Linked DNA regions of Mus musculus: region 2 is linked to region 1. The links are chromatin contacts, called in public Hi-C maps. All regions are on one chromosome and are shown on one strand. The core of a region is the stretch at or near the end of the contact, and the rest is flanking DNA. Distances in the headings are between cores, read along the strand shown.

What was found. Hi-C and Micro-C count contacts between places; a contact is called where the count stands out from the background.
Region 2: a Hi-C map of cerebral cortex shows a contact between it and region 1, with 2.3 times the contacts expected there. The contact joins two enhancer-like sites. A contact is called at or near these places in 2 of 39 promoter capture datasets (embryonic stem cells and trophoblast stem cells), 6 of 484 Hi-C or Micro-C datasets (cerebral cortex, embryonic stem cells, forebrain and 1 more), 7 of 115 datasets of contacts at active chromatin or transcription factors (SST interneurons, embryonic basal ganglia, embryonic forebrain and 4 more) and 4 of 9 other capture datasets (adipose tissue, embryonic stem cells, liver and 1 more).

The regions. Positions count from the first base shown.
Region 1 is chr6:135,974,657-135,977,773 of GRCm38.p6, forward strand. The region is part of intron 4 of Grin2b (glutamate receptor, ionotropic, NMDA2B (epsilon 2)); the gene reads right to left. Among named protein-coding and RNA genes, the nearest start is that of Gm14330, 120 kb to the left of the region's middle. Within about 2 kb of position 1,630, at least 8 of the 459 cell types and tissues checked have an H3K27ac peak or open chromatin away from gene starts, as enhancers often do. A contact at or near this core is called in cerebral cortex and forebrain, where this site is marked.
Region 2 is chr6:136,164,546-136,167,663 of GRCm38.p6, forward strand. The region is part of intron 3 of Grin2b (glutamate receptor, ionotropic, NMDA2B (epsilon 2)); the gene reads right to left. Among named protein-coding and RNA genes, the nearest start is that of Gm26653, 6.9 kb to the right of the region's middle. Within about 2 kb of position 1,381, at least 24 of the 459 cell types and tissues checked have an H3K27ac peak or open chromatin away from gene starts, as enhancers often do. A contact at or near this core is called in cerebral cortex and forebrain, where this site is marked.

The DNA of each region.
Region 1 (3,117 bases), core at 380-2,879:
GCAAGATGCCTTGGTGGATAAGAATGCTTACTGTACAAGATCAACTATTTGAATTGTATTCCCAGAACTTACATAAAATAAATAAACAAACACGTGTTCCATGGTGTTCATCTATAATCCCCCAGTCCTATAGGGAGATAGGACTATAGACAGTGGAACCACTTGGAAGCTCACAAGCCAGCTAGCCTGGAGTTGACATTATAGCAGAAATAAGAGAAACCAGACCCTACCTCAACAAAGGGGAAGGAGAGATCCAATTCCAGAAAGCTGTCTTCTGATACTACAGTATGCTTGCATGTACACAGTCAGGGACACACACATACAATAATAATACATTTTTAAAAGACGTAGTAAGTATTATGATAAATCACATGGGATCATCTATTCAATCAGTAAGGAAAGAAATCTACTTACAATACATTGTGCCAGTCCCTAAAGATTAAAAAAAATGAATAACAGAATCTTATACTGAATTAATCTCTTCATCTGTCTACTCACCAGCTGAATGACCTAGAAGAAACCATGTAATCCATTAGTGTGGGTTTCTCTTCTATAAAAGGAAGATAACACTGTTCGATTCATGAGGCCGTGAGAATATGAGACACAGCGGTGTGCATAAAGTCATAACACTAAGGTGTTGGATGCTTATTGGCCCAGAGCATATCAATTGCCATATTGTAATTGATCTCATGGTTCCAAGAGCTGGTATCCTCTATAACCCTTCCACCAAAACTAAGTCTAGCCCACTGCTTGCTTTCTATAGCATCACTCCCAGCCACTAAACGTTGGCCTGCTTCTCTTCAGTAGCGCATCTTAGAACCTTCCTCCAGGACGTTCAGTGGAACTTTCAAATCTCTGTTCTGACTGGCTTCTTAGCCCAGTGTTAAAGACCTTGAATTTAGCAAGTGACCTCATTTCCCATGGCCCTTTCTTCCCATTGATTTCAAAGCGTGCCCCACAATCACCTTTTGTTCAATAAATATTCACTGGATGGCTGAATTTTAATATCAAGGTTTGACATTTGTAAAGTCTAAACTTAAAAAAGAAAAAAAAAGACAAGTTGGGAGTTGTGTATTAGAATCTGTGGCCTGCTTTCCCTCCACCAGAAATTCACTGTTCTTTGTCATGGCGACCACCCGTCACGTCACATCCCTGGCTGCTGATCTGAGGTCTTTATGCTGCCCCTTGATTTATACACCTGTTCCTTAAGAATCATGACACTGAAGTAATTGACACTAATTAGCCCTTCTCACTCCAGGTTCCTCCTCAGGGCTAAAGGCTAATAAGGCCAAACACATTCTGCCTCTGAAGGCACAAAGGGTGACTGAGGCACGAGAGATGGGTGGGAATGGACTTCTGGCTCTCCCTGAAATCCCTTGCTGCCTTTCGCTCTAGTATCAGACTGTGCTTCCAGTCCAGCAGCCTGTCAGTCTGGCAGCAAATCCACTGGGGCTGAGGTACAGCCACCCTGAATGCTTTCAGATCCTAGGTCACCTGAAGGGTTGCTTGATGGTGGTGACCCTGGAGCCTCTTGCCCATTGCCTCCTCCAGGTGCCGCTCCACAGACAAGATTAAGAAGAAGGTTCTATTTAAATTTCCAAAAGAGGCACTGCCCTGCCTTTTTGGGTCTATTTAAAATCCTCCCGGCAGCTGCAGTACATAATAACAAATCAGAGCAGAAAGGGAGGAGAGGGAAGAGGAGGGAGGAGGAAGGAGGAAAGAGGGGGAGGAAGGAGGAGGAAAGGAGGAGGGGAGGTGATCTGGAACATCCTGGATTGTTTCTTGTGAAAATTTGACTGTCAGAGGTGGCAGGGGTGAGGACCCCTTAAAGATGCCCCCGCCCCCTGCTGTGACAGTAAGGGAGAGAAGTACTCAGCAGAGACAGGGAGGCAACTTAGGATTCTCATGTGAAAAAAAAAAAATCTACAAGATGCAAAATTTTGCTGCCAGCCTGAAATGTATCCCAGACCCACTCTGATGAACCCAGGGGACTCTAACCAATAGCCAGACAGTCACATGGGTAAAGGGTCAACCAGGGAGCAAGAGCCCTGGAAAGGAACCTGATCAAAGCCTGCCAGTGTTGCTCCTTGATTTGGCATTCCAGAATTGGCCAGTGGAAGACCCAGACAGCTAGTGACTGAGTGATCTCTTTTACAAAACAGTGTCCCCTCTCCCGCCCCCATTGACAAGGCCTTGCATGGTGGTGGCTTTGATGATCTGGACTGCCTTCCTGTCCACTTACCTTACTAGATTTCCACATCTTCTTTACTGTCTCGACAGCAAAGAAGTTTTATGAGGGATACTCACAGCGTCCATCCAGCTACAGAGCACAGTCATCTTCCTGTCCATGTTCCAGCCCCCACTCCCCACCCCCAAGAGCGTGAACCTTTGTGAACCTCACTGTGACTCATATCAGAACTCCTGGCCATTTTCTCACACTTCTTCAAAGTGATATCAAAAAAGTCAGTTTTCTGCACTGGAGTGGCCCAGAGCATATCACTCACATGCCAGGGTAAGCCTCATGCCCAGATGAAGCTGGCCAGCACAAAAAAGGACTCCGTGTTCTTGTGTGATTTTTATCTTGTTTTGGTGTGGTTGGGTAATTTTTTGTCATATTGTTTTTGTTTGGTTGGGTCTTGTTTTGTTTTGTTTCTTTTAGAGAAAGAAAGAAACCTGTATATGTACAAATTTAGTTACATTTAATTATTAATCACGATCTTCTTTTAGTTTCCAAACTACTATCCTGTATTTTCTCCTCAAGGTGTCTTTATAATAAAATGTTAACATCACTGAATTCATAGGCACAGTAGTTACCAAATGAAATGGGCACCATGGCTCTGGGCAGCATATTATTAAATTGAGAAAAAAAGGGTATGTATTAACTGATCAGTTTGCTTCTAGAGATGACCAAATTGCAAGCCCATGTTAAAAGGGTTAGCTCTGAATATAGGTCATGAGACTAGGATGTTCGTAATGATTCAATAAACCACCTACATGGCAAATCTCACTTTCTATTGCACACAGTTTAAATACTCTCAGGGAGATATGTTTATAAATTGTATGTTACATAAGATATAAGATATATGCACACACCATACATAGAAATTATAATGTGTA
Region 2 (3,118 bases), core at 131-2,630, 190 kb after region 1:
TGAAAAAACAGAATTATGAATTTGCAGTCCTAGTGGGCCAGTGATCAGAGACTACTTGGGGGAGAATGAGCAGGGGTGGGAGGAGGAGGCCAGAGTAGGAGCATGTGTGGAGACACACACTGGCCTCACCACTCTGTCCTTTGGAGGTTTTTCTTTCTCTTAAGCATCCATCCCCAAGGAAGGACAAGGCCAATCACTTCTCTCTTTTTCCTGATCTGCTATTCCTTGGGTCCAGCCGAGCCTCTGCTCTACCCCATCCTCAACTAACCAGAGAAAGAATAGCTTATTGCTCTGTTTCTATTCCCTGCCCCTCCAGTCACCTTAGAACACACGACCTTTAAGTCAAGATATTTATTCACCCCTGTATCTTCATTCCCACCATACTCTTTATGTGAAATGGACCTTAAAAGTGTCTCCAGAATGAAATCTAGTCCTGGTGGCACTTGCCTAAAATCCCAGCCACTAGGGACGTTAACAGGGGAAGATCATGAGTCCAAAGCCATTGTAGACTACAGAATAAATTCAAGACCACCCTGAGTACTTGGCCTCAAAAACAGAAGTGTTTTAAATGAGTGGGAGACATACATAGGACATGCATCTTGGTGCTGAAGTGCTTATCTTACCTAGTATACATACACAAGGTCCTAGGTTGAATCCCCAATACTGCAAAAATTAAAATTAAAAGAAATCTTCAGACCAAGCTTAATAATAAGCTTTTCCTAATAAAATTAATAAATTTCACCACGTACAGAGAGATGGGGAGAGTGGGGAATGGGGACTAGAAATAGATGAAATACAACTTAGCAAAGAATCCATTCAAATTCATCTTTCCTTAAGCACCCATGTGACAGTTTAACCAAAAGGTGACCGAGATGTCACCCATCATCCCTACATCCAGGCATCCCTCAAAGTAAAAATATCTACAATATCAGGCCACTCCAATAAGGCAACTAAAATGTGTCATGGAGTGCCTGAGAATAATGGGCACCTCTGTTCTCCTCGCCCCTCTGTGCTGCTACAGAAAGCTGCTAGCGGATGAATGGTGCGGCACTCTACCTCACTACTCAAGAAACACATGGGGCCCGGCTGGTCCTTCATTCCAAGTAGCCTGGCCTGGGCTGGGATCCAGCTCTTTCCTTGGACACGAATCAGCTAACAGCTGTCCCTTTCTTTGTAATGGCCATCAATAAAGTTAGTTGCAATCCAGTGGTCTAAAATGAAAACTACATCATTTGCTCATTCTAGAGGCAAGTCTAACAAACCGGGTGAGGATTCATTAACTGTAGACTCGCCAAAGCAGAAATTAGAGAGCCTCAGCCCTCCCTCTACCCTGGTCCTTTGTGGTCAGAGTCTCGGAGCTAGGGAACCAGCACAGTCCTGCTCTGGTCCTCAGGGATGCAAGACAGGAGGATGGGTGTCTATAGCAGCCTGACTATAGCAGCCAATGCATTCTCACGGAATGGCTTGTCCTTCCTTGCCTCCAAAACTCTTGTTTGTTCTTCAAGAAACAATTCAACCACCAACTCCTTCCATGAATCCCTCCAAACCTCTTCCCCACCAACTTGCATTGAAAGGTCTTAAATAAGTGAAGGTTTCTTCACCCTGTGTCCTTGAAGACCTCCAGGATATAGCTTATCTGCTACTGCAATATGAAGAGCCAATTCTTTTTCATAGCTTGATTAATATTGCCTTTTTATCAAGTATTTATTGAATAATTGAACAGAGCATAAAACATACAGATAAATGAAATAAGGCAATTGCTGTGTGCATGAGAAAAGATAAATGGATGTTAATAAGAAATAAACTAAGAAGCAGGAGAAAATGAGAAGACAATCCATTATAAGAAAGCCCAGAAATAAGAAGGTATAGAGGAAACAAAAAAAGGGGTACTTGAGTAGAAGAATTATAAACAAAAAAAGTAGAATAAACGGATAAAATTAAACATATTTTTTCTGATTAGAAAAAAAAATAATCAAAGCAGAGATGCTGTGGATGCCACAAGATTTAATGAAGAGATTAGGCATTAACTATGATGGTGCTCAGATGTATAGTGGGTGTGGACCTGAACCTGGTCATACAAGAACTCTGACATGCTAAACTTGAATATCAGGTCTCACCAAAAACCTATCAAATCAGGATGTGCATTTTAATAGCACCCCGCAAGCCCCCATGACTTCTGTATGCAATAAAGTTTGAGATGGAATGATGTAGATATGCAAAGTGCACAAACAATCCCCAGTTCTCACTACCATCAATGGTGGATAGCAGGAAACGTCAGCATTAAGGAGCTACATAACCTTGGGACAATCACTTCCCCAGATCTCAGCTTCTTCATCTATGGGATGAGGACAGAGTAGTTGCCTACTGAGTTTCGAGTTCTTGATTACATCTCCCAGCATACCATTACCTCATTCTATACCATCAGGCAAAAAATAAATAAATAAAAAATAAAATAACAAAAAGCACCTCTGACTGATAAACACTGTGCATCCTGTCCCAGCTCATTCTCCCAGGGTTATCCCGCATCTATCAGATGCCTGTCTCTGCGTTGAGTACAAATGATTCCAAGATGAATACACATCTCTCCCTGCCCTTGGGGAGCTCGTGAGCTTCTGGGAGAAGGAAGAAGGACGCGTAAATAAGAGAAAGCAAAGGGGTCTTAGAACTTCAAATACATGCTAGTAAAACACAGAGAGGGCAAACAACCACACTGCTGGGAGCAGTGAGGAAGAGCTGTTACCAGGAGACAACAAAATCATTTGAGTTCTTCCCTGCCAACCTCAGCTGACAGGGCTAGAGAGTGACAGGATAGAAAAAAGGTACCGGAACACCAAGCAAAGCAAAGAAGGCCCCTGAGCACACCTCTCTGGTCTACACATCCTGAGAAGTTGACCCACCAGATGGGCAGGTGAATCGGGCTAATAGTCACAGACAGTTAACATCTCCACTGCATCTAGACCTCAGAAACCAGAAACCTACCTCCTCCGAGTTCTGTGTGCTCCCTCTACTGACTGTGCTCAGTTCTTAGCATCTTCAGCCTCCTGGAAGACAATACCAATTCAACCACTAATCTCTCCCTGGAGGTTTCTTCTATGGTTACAAAGAAGAGAGGCACTTT